2 separate regions of the Sus scrofa genome follow, and region 2 is linked to region 1. A link is a contact called in public HiChIP or PLAC-seq data. All regions are on one chromosome and are shown on one strand. Each heading gives the region's core, a stretch centred on a gene start, on an enhancer-like site or on the middle of the called end of the contact. The rest is flanking DNA. Distances are from core to core; before and after follow the strand shown. Region 1 overlaps KIAA0232. Region 2 holds the start of BLOC1S4 (biogenesis of lysosome-related organelles complex 1 subunit 4).

Evidence for each region. HiChIP or PLAC-seq counts read pairs in DNA pulled down with a chosen protein or histone mark.
Region 2: an H3K27ac HiChIP or PLAC-seq map of alveolar macrophages shows a contact between it and region 1. The contact joins the promoter of BLOC1S4 here to the enhancer-like site in region 1. A contact is called at or near these places in 1 of 5 promoter capture datasets (liver), 6 of 47 Hi-C or Micro-C datasets (alveolar macrophages, epiblast stem cells, liver and 3 more) and 2 of 2 datasets of contacts at active chromatin or transcription factors (alveolar macrophages and skeletal muscle).

What each region holds. Positions count from the first base shown.
Region 1 is chr8:3,960,309-3,966,614 of Sscrofa11.1, reverse strand. KIAA0232 reads left to right here. Exons shown (of 13, transcript XM_021100968.1): 5 at 775-841; 6 at 1,950-1,961; 7 at 1,964-2,030; 8 at 4,669-5,102; 9 at 5,105-6,306. Among named protein-coding and RNA genes, the nearest start is that of TBC1D14, 45 kb to the right of the region's middle. Within about 2 kb of position 3,539, at least 2 of the 83 cell types and tissues checked have an H3K27ac peak or open chromatin away from gene starts, as enhancers often do. A contact at or near this core is called in alveolar macrophages, where this site is marked.
Region 2 is chr8:4,092,140-4,098,445 of Sscrofa11.1, reverse strand. BLOC1S4 (biogenesis of lysosome-related organelles complex 1 subunit 4) reads left to right here and starts at 2,656. Exons shown (of 1, transcript XM_003356845.4): 1 at 2,656-4,827. The coding sequence starts at 2,696. The coding sequence ends at 3,352.

The sequences.
Region 1 (6,306 bases), core at 2,290-4,789:
AAATATGAAGTTCCTAGAAAATGCGAACTCTTTCTTGTACCTTGTGCAAGACTATTCTTTTCTCCTGTAAGAAGCAGAGAATGTTAAAAGTTTAAAAATATGCATACGGACAGATTTGCCTAAGCCTGTTTGCAGCATTCCTTTTTCTGGAGTTCGCCTCTTATTCTTCTCCTCCCAGTCTTGGACCTCCGTGCCCTCGCCTTAAATTTTACCCCAGTTCTCCACAGAGGCTAACACCCTGTTCACGACCTGAAAGCGTTCCCGTTTGCTCCCAGCAATGACATATGTTTCCTACCTGCTCTTTTTGTTCCAGTCATGAGCATTTGCTTTAGAAGAGAGGAAATGTAATCTCCTTTTTTCTTTGTACCGTGAGCTCCCCGAGGACCATGACGAGGTTTTGCAGTTTTAAATTTGCTCATGTAGGTATTGAATAGGGTTTGGTAGTGACACTTTTAGCCTTAAGCTGGCACTTGGGTCCTAGGCTGCCCCCGTGAGCACGATGCTGTATTCCCGGAAGACAGACGCCACGCTGGGCGCTGCGTTAATATTCTCACATCTTATAAGTAAGTACCAGTGAATATACTTGATGAATACATTTACCAAACTGGATCCACAAACCTATAGTTTGGAGACTCTTGAGTTCATGTAAATATTGATGATGTAATTCTTTTGAAACATGGAAGACACAACACTTTGTATGAAAACGAAATTATACAAATACCTGACTTTTTGTACTTTGGCAGTAAACTGATGTGTATTTCTCTTCTCGCCCAGAGCTCGGGTATTGAGACTTTGGTGGAGGAGCTTTGCTCCAGGCTGAAAGACCTTCAGAGCAAGCAAGGTGAGCGCACACCTCCCTCTTCCCAGCGGCTCTTCCCAGGGGCTCCCTGCTGGGAGGTTGGAGTCTGCTAGGAGTTGGGGGGGCGGGGGGGAATCTTAGAAGGGATGGGAAGAGAAGGGCCAGGCCTTTGTATTCCGAGTACCACCAGGCCAGGGTCGCTTCGGCTGCCTGCGAGTGGCTCCTGGGTCGCCCCCGGCCGTCGTTCATCCTGCACAGGCGGAGCCTTGCCCTCGGGGGTGCCTCCACCCGCAGGTGCCCTCCTGGACGGGAGACGTTGCTTTCCGCTCGCCCTCACACTGCAGCACCCTCCTCTTTCCCGTCTCCACCTCCACCACCCCACTCATGTTTGCCGGGTGACCTCAAGGCCCCCCAAAGCGTCCACTAATTGTTTTGGGTTTGGAAGGAACTTTTGCCTTGACTCTTGACGTTTTTGGGTAGACAGACTTGACAAGCTCCTCGAGGCGTTTGTTTTCATTTGCGAACCCCTCCGGCTTCTTTGCCCCTCTTTCTGCAGCCCCTGAGTGTTGCGGGCTGTTGTCCTTGTCCGCTTCGTGGCCGTTTTGCTGCCCACCAGGCCCCGAGCCTTCCTTTTCAAGGCACAGTTGGTCGGTTCCTGATCCGAGGGCAGTCGGGGGCCGCCTCGCTTCTGTTTTAGTGGACGCACGGCCCTCGCTCGCGGAAGGAGCGACGGAGCTCGTGAGAGAACCTTCCTCGCAGCCTCGTGTCAGTCCCGACGGGGCGCCGTGACGCCCGTGCGTGCAGGGTCGTGTGAGAAAATACTTGGGAGACCTGAGCAGGTGCTCTCTCCTCTGGTGCGATGAATACGCACGCACGCGGGGGTTGCGGTCTCTTGACCCCGAGCCTCCTCCGGAGCCCGCCCTCCGCCCTCGGCCCTCCGCCCAGGGTTAATGTGGTTTAGCCAGAGAAGTCCCTCGGGCGCACTCAAGAAATAGATTGTTATTAAAAGGTCGAAGGGGTATGTCGTTCTTTTTAATGACGCCACAGAAGCCTGTGTAACTTCTGATTACATTTATTTGAGGAGCTTTTGAAACATGAGCATTTGTTAACTAGATATGACACATGTTCCTGAATTCTTGTTTCATCACAGAGGAGAAGATTCACAAAAGTTGGAGGGGTCTCCCTCTCCGGAGGCAGAACTGTCCCCTGCAGCCAAGGACCAAGTGGAAATGTACGTAAGCGCATCAGCAAGCCAGGGGTGTTTGCTGAAAGCAGACTGGACGCTGCGGCCTGGTCTGCAGGCGTCGTGTGTCGTCTCCTGTTTAGTTTGATATCCTGTAACCCGGGAAGCATGTACCGAACAGTTTGTGTGTGCTCGACACGGAGAGTTCAGCGGTTACGAGTAAGACGGTTTTATCCTTTGCACGCATATTGAATCAGTGTTTGTGAAGCGAATGAGCGAAACGAGATTGTGATGTACTCTCCGTTCACACACGAGCTTCGGGCTCCACCGCAGTGCCCTGAGACAGTTGTGAGAAATGACACGTGTCCCTGGACGCCAGCTTCCCACCCCTGACGAGGGGGAATGTGGGCAAGTCGTGGACCTTGTCAGATTTGTTTCCTAAAGAGGCTTTTCTGTCTTTTGTCAGTGGTTAATATTTAAAGTGGTTGCCTGTAAGCAGATTTCCCTATTACACATTTTACTTGAATCGTCAGGACTCCTAGGAAGTTCTTTAAGGAAAAAATAACATGCAGTTGGTTGTGCTGGGTGTGCTGCCTAGCATGGTAGCCACAGCCAGCCGGGTGGGGCCGTTTCAGACTGAGCTGTGGTTGTATGTGTCGTCCTCACCAGAGTTCAAAGACTTCAGATAAAAAAGAATGTAGGGCTTCCTGCTGTGGCAGAGAGGGTCCAGGGTCTGGTGTTGCTGTAGCTGTGCCTTAGGTCCCAGCTGTGGCTCAGATTCGATCCCTGGCCTGGGAACTTTCATGCTGTGGATGTGGTTGAAAAAAAAAAGTAAAACATTACATTAATATGTTCAGTGTTGATTACATGTAAAATGATAATGGTTAGGTAAAATATGTTACCGAAACTAATTTCACCTGTTTTCTTCTTACGCTTTTAACGGGACTCCTAGAACTTTAAAAATTGCTTACGGAGCTCACAGTATAGACAAAAGAGGGTCAAGTGTAAGCCTTTTAGCGCTTCATGGGTGACCTTGACGCGCCGTTACAATGACGGCACCCACCTTGGCAGCCCCCCGACTCTGATGTCAGCCTTGCTCTGACATCATCAGTGGTACCGGTTTCCCAGCAAGCTAAAAGCCCTCCTTTCCCGTCTCCACGCTCTCTGCAGCCACCTCCCTGGCGTCTCCGCCCTGTGTTTCCAGCAGTTGCTGGTCTTACGAGGCCCAATGTCGTCGTGTCCTCGCACAGGTTCCCAGGCCTCCCAGTTAGTACTCACCAAACTGCGACATTTTTCTGGACCCTGGCGGCTCAGCTGGAGTCCCTTTTCTCTGATTGTTCTGGGCCTCCCCCTCTTTTCTGAGCACTCGAATTCCATGATCCCTGCCATTTCTAGGGCCTGCTTAACACAAGGCCTTGTGTGAGCCTCCTGAGAACAGATACGACGACAGCAATCACTGAGCTTGCCCTTCTGACTCATTTCACATGTTAGTTCCTTTATTCCTCAGCCCTCTGTGCGGTAGATAGGATTATTACCCCATTTCATGGGCCACAGAGAGGTTAAGGACCACGCCTAAGGCCACCCAGCTCCTGAGCGGTGGTCAGGACTCAGACTCAGAGAGTGTGGCTTCAGAGTTCATGCTGTCGATCCCTTTGCTGTCCGGCTTTTCACCTCTGTCTGTTTCCAGTGCTCAGAACAGCCTGGAGAGGTGAGTCATGAGGAAATGAACTGAGGCATGATAGGGTTAGCTTAAAGTCCCAAACCTAGTAAGTGAGCTGAGGTTCAAATTCAGAAATTTCATATCAAAATATTACACTTTCCACTATGTTATATTTGTTGTTCGTGACTTAGTTAAAATCCAAACTTTAAAGGTAGAAGTTGTCATCATGCAGAGTTCCGTCGTGGCGCAGTGGTTAACGAATGCGACTAGGAACCATGAGGTTGCGGGTTCGATCCCTGGCCTTGCTCAGTGGGTTAACGATCCGGCGTTGCCGTGAGCTGTGGTGTAGGTCGCAGACGCGGCTCGGATCCCACGTGGCTGTGGCTGTGGTGTAGGCTGGCAACTACAGCTCCGATTCGACCCCCAGCCTGGGAACCTCCGTATGCCGCGGGAGTGGCCCTAGAAAGGGCAGAAAGACCAAAAAAAAAAAGTTGTCATCTTGCATGTTTTGTAAATATTCTTATAGTGCTTCTCTCAGTGTTGAACACAGAGGTGCTTGATCCATAGAGCTAAATATAAAGCGTATGTTTGGTTTTTTGTTGTTGTTTTGGTTTGTTTGTTTGTTTGTTTTTTGTTTTTTGCTTTTCAGGGCTGTGCTCATGACATATGGAGGTTCCCAGGCTAGGGGTCCAATAGGAGATATTGCCGCCGGCCTACACCACAGCACAGCAACGCCAGATCTGAGCCGCATCTGCAGCCCACACCACAGCTCACAGCAGCTCAGGATCCTTAACCCACTGAGCGAGGCCAGGGATCAGTCACGCAACTTCATGGTTCCTACTCGGATTTGTTTCCACTGCGCCGGGTCGGGAACGCCTCTACTATCATATTAATTTTCTTAAAGTGAGTGATTCACGGGTGATAGAAGCATCGTATTGAAATGAAATGTCCCACTTCTCCAGCTGGCGAGGTTCTGTTGTATCCGATGCCGTCTGAGTGCCCACTTTTGGGTTCTCTTTGTTTCAGGTACTATGAAGCGTTCCCGCCGCTTTCGGAGAAGCCCGTCTGCCTGCAGGAGATCATGACGGTGTGGAACAAGTCTGCAGTCTGTTCTTACTCCAGCTCCTCCTCATCGTCCACAGCGCCCCCCGCCAGCACAGACACGTCCTCCCCCAAGGACTGCCCCAGCGAAGGCGAGGTCACCAAGGAGAGAAGCAGCGAAGTCCCCAGCAGCGCGCACGAGAAAACCCAGAGCAGAGGGCCGAACGAGAAGGAGAACAGGGTGAGAAACGGCCCCGGCGAAGACAAGCCCGCTCTGTACAAAAAGCAGATCCGACAGAAGCCCGAAGGGAAGCTGCGCCCTCGCTCCTGGTCTTCCGGCTCTAGCGAGGCAGGCTCGAGTTCCAGCGGGAATCAGGGAGAGGCAAAATCGTCCATGAAGTGTGTGAAAGTGAGACACAAGCACGAGAAATCCGAAACAAAAAGGGACGGAGCGGGCACAGCAGGCTCTCCTTGAAGCACGGCGACAAGGCGGACAGAAACGTGCACGCCGGCGGCGGCGGGGCCATCAAGCAGCTGTGCAAGCGGGGTAAGCGCCCGCTGAAGGAGCTGGGGAGGAAGGAGCCCGGCAGCACGGAAGCCAGGGACCTGCCCGCGGAGAGCAGAAACGACCGCGAGTATAAAGAGGAGCCGCTGTGGTACACGGAACCCATCGCCGAGTATTTCGTTCCTCTGAGCAGAAAAAGCAAACTGGAGACCACATACCGAAACAGACAAGACACGAGTGATCTGGCCTCAGAGGCAGTGGAAGAATTGTCGGAGTCAGTGCATGGTCTTTGCATCAGCAACAATAATATTCATAAAACATACCTCGCAGCAGGTACTTTCATTGATGGTCATTTTGTAGAAATGCCTGCAGTTATCAATGAGGACATTGACCTCACGGGGACCTCATTCTGTTCTCTTCCGGAGGACAGCGGATACCTGGATGATATTCATCTCTCGGAATTAACACACTTCTATGAAGTGGATATTGATCAATCCATGTTGGATCCTGGTGCCTCAGAAACAATGCAAGGAGAAAGTCGGATCTTGAACATGATTCGGCAAAAAAGCAAAGAGAAAGCAGATTTTGAGGCAGAATGTTGCATAGTGTTAGATGGAATGGAGTTGCAAGGGGAACGTGCAATATGGACGGATTCTACCAGCTCTGTGGGTGCCGAGGGCTTGTTCCTGCAAGACCTGGGCAGCCTGGCTCAGTTTTGGGAGTGCTGCTCATCCAGCTCTGGCGATGCCGACGGAGAGAGTGTCGGAGGAGATTCTCCAGTTAGGCTCTCCCCGACCTTAGACAGCACAGCGCTCCACCCGCATTTGCTTGCTGGCAATCAGGAGCTCTTTTCAGATATTAATGAAGGATCTGGTATAAACTCTTGTTTTTCAGTGTTTGAAGTGCAATGCAGTAATTCTGTTTTACCATTTTCTTTTGAAACACTCAACTTGGGAAATGAAAATACAGATTCTAGTGCTAACATGCTTGGGAAAACACAGTCTAGATTGCTAATATGGACCAAAAATAGTGCCTTTGAAGAAAACGAACACTGTTCCAATCTTTCAACAAGAACTTGTAGTCCCTGGTCCCATTCGGAAGAGACCCGTTCAGACAAT
Region 2 (6,306 bases), core at 1,407-3,906, 130 kb before region 1:
TAGAGGATAGACTGGGGGCATTTCCTAGGAATCTTCTTCATTTTAAGGCACGTTATACAGGAGTTCCCTAGTGCTTAATTTAAGGATCTGACATTGTCATTGCTGTGGTGCGACCTACACCACAGCTCACGGAAATGCCGGATCCAAAGTTACAAAGTTCATTAAACACCAGATCCTTAACCCACTGAGCAAGGCCTGGGATTGAACCTGTAACCTCATGGTTCCTAGTTGGATTTGTTAACCACTGAGCCATGATGGGAACTCCAAAAGCAAGAATGTTTGGAGGAGGCAAAAACTGTAAAAAAGTTATAAAGTTTATTTTATTTTTTTGAAGAATGAAAAATGGTGTATCTTTATTACTTTAATCACATTAACCACAAAGCTGGCTGATCATTTTTCAGTGAATTGCCTTTTCCATTTCTAGTGAGTCACATTCCTTTAAGGCCTACAGAATATTTCACTTTATGCATGTGTCCTAATACCTAACAGTATTCTGGTGGGCCATGTGCATTATTTCCAAACGACTGTGAACATCTTTCTACATAGAGTTATTTTCTCTTCTTCTTTTAGACTTTTTTCTTTAGTGTACCATTTCAGAAGATGAATTGCTGGGCCATTAGTGTGAATTTTTTTTTTGTCTTTTTGCCTTTTCTGGGGCCGCCCCTGCAGCATATGGAGGTTCCCAGGCTAGGGGTCTAATCAGAGCTGCAGCCACCAGCCTACACCAGAGCCACAGCAACTCAGGATCCGAGCTGAGTCTGCAACCTACACCACAGCTCACAGAGACGCCGGATCCAAAGTTACAAAGTTTGTTAAACGCACAGCGAAACATGTGGGAGAACACACAGAGAAGCAGTTTATTTAAGACAGAAGCAAGGCAGTAATACACAGCCAAAGAAGTGTGGGAAGGTGGCAGAGGGGTGATTTAAATCACATATATGGAGCAGTTCTTCTGAGTCTTTGTTTTCCTTTGGCCAATTTTGTTTTTATTTCTCACACCTGATCAGAGCCAGGGCCCTCCTCAATGTGTGCCCATCTTTTAGTCAAAATGGGTTCCAGCGCAAGTGCTTATGGGACGGTTAGCACAAGTTATTATGGCCTAGCATCCCCTTCCTTCCTGACCCCTCATGGTCTTGATGCACATGTGATGTTGGGGTCTCCCTAACCCTGAGCATGGGAAGTATGTGACCTTTCGATGTTTGCCCAAGCAGGAATTAGCTGTTCTCTGGTCTGGCCCTGCCACTACCTTTGCTTAAAAGTGCCCACAGGAGGAGTTCCCATCGTGGCACAGTGTTTGGCGACTCTGACTAGGAACCGTAAGATTTCGGGGTCGATTCTTGGCCTTGCTCAGTGGGTTGGCGATCTGGCGTTGCCGCGAGCTGTGGTGTGGGTTGCAGACGTGGCTCGGATCCCGTGTTGCTGTGGCTCTGGCGTAGGCCAGTGGCTGCAGCTCCAATTAGACCCCTAGCCTGGGAACTCCATGTGCCATGGGAGCAGCCCTAGAAAAGACAAAAAAAAAATGTCCACAGGAGACAAAGTCCATTTATTTACTCTGTTCTGTTGTTATTTTTAAAATTTTTTTATTTTTTGTCTTTTCAGGGCTACACCTTCGGCATATGGAGGTTCCCAGGCTAGGGGTTGAATTGGAGCCGTTGTTGCCAGCCTACTCCACAGCCACAGCAATGCCAGGTCCGAGCCGCATCTGCAACCTACACCACAGCTCAGGGCAGCACCCAGATCCTTAACCGACTGTTTGAGGCCAGGGATCAAATCCGCAACCTCATTGTTCCTAGTCTATCTCAAAGAATAAACAGGAGGCTGGCTGTAAAAGTCTAACCTGGAGCCTACCCACCTTGTGCCTCAGTATTATATTTTGACCTGGTTGGAGGTTACATGGTTGTATGGATATGAACAAAACAATAAATGTGTACTTTTTTTTTTTTAAACTATACCTACTGCATATGGAAGTTCCTGTGCCAGGATCGAATCCAAGCTATGAGAAAGCAACACTGGATTCTTAACGCAGTGCTTGGGCCAGGGATTGAACACCTGCCACTGCAGAGACAAAGCCAAGCCCTTAACCCACTGCACCACAGCGAGAATTCCATCCATGTGTACATTTAAGATTCATTTATTGTATTCGTTATACTTTCATATTTTTAAAAAGGGTTCTGAGAGTTCCCGTTGTGACTCAGTGGGTTAAGGACCTATCCTTGTCTCTGTAAGGATGCAGGTTTGAAAAATAAAATAAAATAAAAATAAAAATAATTAAAAAAAACCAAAAGGATGCAGGTGTGATTCCTAGCCTTGCTCCGTGAGTTAAGTATCCAGTGTTGCCGTAAGTCGCCATGTAGGTCGAAGATGCCGCCCAGATCCGTGTTGCTATGGCTGTCGCACAGGTCCCAGTTGCAGCTCTGATTTGACTGTTAGCGGGGGACCTTCTATATGCAGGCGCAGCATCAAAAATATAAAAAAGGGTTCTGAGCATGAACGTATACGCGGGGCCTGAGTGCTCCGGCCGCTGCAAGCGGAGGTGGCGCGGGCGCGCGCACGTGCCTGCGGCGGGCAAGGGACCAGAAACAAGGGGATTGCGCGGCGCAAAGTGCGCGCGTGGAGGCCGGAAGTGTGGCTGCGTGCCATGCGTGCGCATGCGCGCTGAGACCGGAAGTGGGTGGAAGTCTGGGCGTCGCGCGCCATGGAGGGTGACCCGGTTGGGTGCCTGCGGCCGCTGGAGGTGCCAGCGGCAGAGGAGGCGGATCCCCAGGTAGCTTCTTGGAGCGGGGACAGCGGCAACGTGTCCCAGAGCCACAGCAGCGCCTCTGGGCCGTGGGAGGACGAGGGTCCCGAGCTGGGCGCGCCGGGCCGGGACCTGCCGCTGCTGCGCCGCGCAGCCGCCGGCTACGCCACCTGCTTGCTGCCCAGCGCCGGGGCGCGCCCCGAGGTCGAGGCCTTGGACGCGAGCCTGGAGGATCTGCTCACCAGGGTGGACGAGTTTGTGGGTATGCTCGACATGCTGCGCGGCGACTCCTCCCACGTGGTTAGCGAAGGCGTGCCTCGCATTTACGCTAAGGCCACCGAGATGCGTCGGGTCTACAGCAAGATCGACCGGCTCGAGGCCTTCGTGGGGATGATCGGCGCCAGCGTGGCCAGGATGGAGGAGCATGTCGCCAGGGCGGAGGCCGAGCTGGGGACTTTCCCTAGTACATTCCGGAAACTCCTGCACACAATTAACGTGCCGTCCTTCTTCAACAAGGCGCCCTCCAGCAAATCCCAGCTGACGGGATACGAGCCCCCCGTCGTGTTTCGGACAGAAGACCACTTTCCCTGTTGCAGCGAAAGACCTCAGGTGTGAGTCTGCCGCACAGCGCTGCAAGAGGACGCGGTCTGAAATTATCAATTGAAAGTGCTGTTAATAGACATGCACGATGTTGGAGTTTGGAATTTTCAAGTAATTTTTTGCACACTTCATTTCTCACGTCTTCATCTCACATAGGATATAAGATTTTCTTTTTCTTTTTTCTTTTCTGCCCTGTGGCATGCGTTAGTTCTGGGGTCAGGAGAAGAACCTGTGCCACAGCAGTGGCTTAAACTATAGCAGTGACAACACCAGATCCTTAACCTGCCGAGCCACCAGGGAACTCCAGGATACATGATTTTCTATGTCTTCCAGTTCAGACTTGAAAGCTACTTGGTGTGGGGTTTGTGCGGGTAGGGACCAGGAAGCAAAATAAATGAATTTATGTATGCACTGTGGCAGAACTTATTTATTTTACGGCTCAACTAATAGTAATATCTTTTCAAGATTTGCATACTTGTATACACTTAAGAAAACTGAGCCTTTAAAGCCTTGTTAATTTGATCCCAATAGTGATTCAGTTTTCCATAGCTTACTTTTACTTTATTATTATTATTATTATTGTTATTTGTCTTTTTAGGGTCACACCTGCAGCATATGGAGGTTCCCAGGCTAGGGGTCCAGTCTGAGCTGTAGCCGATGGCCTGCCAGAGCCACAGCAACAGCAGATCTGAGTGGCATCTGCGACCTACACCGCAGCTCACGGCAACGTCGGGATCCTCAACCCACCGAGTAAGGCCAGGGATCAAACCTGAGTCCTCATGGATACTAGTCAGGTTCGTTAATTGCTGAGCCATGATGGGAACTCTTACTTTATTATTATTATTATTATTTTGCTTTTTTTAAGGCCACACCCTTGACATACGGAGGTTCCCAGGCTAGGGGTCTAATCGGAGCTACAGCTGCTGGCCTACACCACAGCCATAACAACACCAGATCCAAGCCACATCTGCAACTTACACCACAGCTCACGGCAACCCCAGATCCTTAACCCACTGAGCAAGGTGAGGGATTGAACCCACAACCTCATGGTTTCTAGTCAGATTCATTTCAGCTGTGTCCCTACTTTTACTTGAGATGGTAAATTATTTAAAATTTTATTAAACTTTCCATATAACAGATTAGAAATTGAAGGAAATTACACAACTTCTGAGAAAATGTATTGATTTATTGCAGCTAACTCTGAAGTTGCAATTCTGATATATATATTTGAAAGTATGACCTCACAATCTTGTCTACAGCAAACATGTCTATATATGACTACCAATGTTTGGTTTATAATTTATATATTAATAAATTTATTTTATTGGAAAAGCATTCCATCTGAAAACAACTTTATACATTTCCCTTTGTCTTTGAAAATAGACATGTTATGCGTATGATGTTAGGACTGAGATAAAGAAAAGTGGCTTGGGGAGTTCTCTGTGGCTCAGAGGGTTAAAGATCCCGCGTTGTCACTGCTGTAGCTCTGTTTCCAGCTATGACACGGGTTCCAGTGCATAGCCCTGGAACTTCCCCACATGCCACTGCTGCTGCCAAAAAAAGAAAAAGAAAAAAAGAAGACGTGGCTTGGGAGTACCTCCTTTAGAAGGCCAGTGGAGGGCGGGCCAGTGTGCAGTGGCTAACACGTCTGACCACAGACCATAGGCGGCTAATGGGAGAACTAACCCTATCTACTATTTCACTATCACAGTATTACATGTTTCTTTCTCCTCAAAATGAACCATTCGGTCATCTGTGTGAATGACTCGCATTGGAATTTTCTTTCACCCGGACAGCGTGGCGTCTTAAAGATCCCTTGCAGATACAACGGGCTCTGAGCTTGATTTTAATCCGTTTTGTAAGGTGGTCCTCTAGGTGATAGACCACAACAAGTGCACAGCTTAGGTTGCTTCTGTGTCGCTTGCCGTCGCTCTCTGCGGTTGATGAAGTAGCGCTCTCAACGTCTTGGAGACCTGGTCCTTCCGCCTCTGCCTAAGTCAGTAAAGAGCTGGGAGGGAGGCCCGGTTGTCAAAGGTGCCCCCTGCAGACCATCTGCTGCTGGGGTCCAGAGCGCCCCCACTTTCTAGAATAAACCGGAATGGGGACAGTGTCTATTAAAGGTTAAGAGGAGCGCCCCACCAGTCACCCTGGGCCTTGTTCTTCATTCCGCAGCCAAGAACACAAGAGCTGCTTAGAGTTTTCAGGAGTGCACAGGACATCCAAGGGCAGCCTCGGGCATCCAGAAGTCGCCTTGGATACACACGATGTTGGGTACCAAGTCTTCAAACGTGTGAATGAGGCAGTGAGCACCTCGTGGCTTCTTACCTTCAAGCCAGAACTTAGGAATCTTGGACCATGGGTGAAGAGGTGGGTCCTGGAGTCAGACAGCTTGGTGTGGACCTGCCGTGCTCTAGGACAGGGGTCAGCAAAGTCTTTAAAGGGCCAGAGAGTCAAAAGGCTGGCAGGATGCATGATCTCGAAACTACTCTGTCTTTTGGTGCAAAAGCAGCCACAAACAACACTAAACAAAAGTACAGGCTGTGTGCAAATGAAATCTTACTATAAAAACAGCTATGGCTTAGAGTTCCCATCGTGGCTCAGTGGTTAACAAATCCGACTAGCAACCATGAGGTTGAGGGTTTGATCCCTGACCTTGCTTAGTGGGTTAAGGATCCAGGGTTGCTGTGAACTATGGTGTAGGTCGAAGATGCAGCTCGAATCCTACATTGCTGTGGCTGTGGTGTAGGCCGGTGGCTGTGGCTCCAATTAGACCCCTATCCTGGGAACCTCCATATGCCACAGGTGCGGGCTTAGAAAAGACAAACAAACAAACAAAACAGCTATAGCTTGGAGTTCCTTGGTGGCCTAGCAGTTAAGGAACCTCGTCACTGCCGTGGCTCTGGTTCAGTCCCTGGCCTGGGAATTTCTGTATATGCCACAGGCACAGCAGGAAAAAAAAAAACCCAACA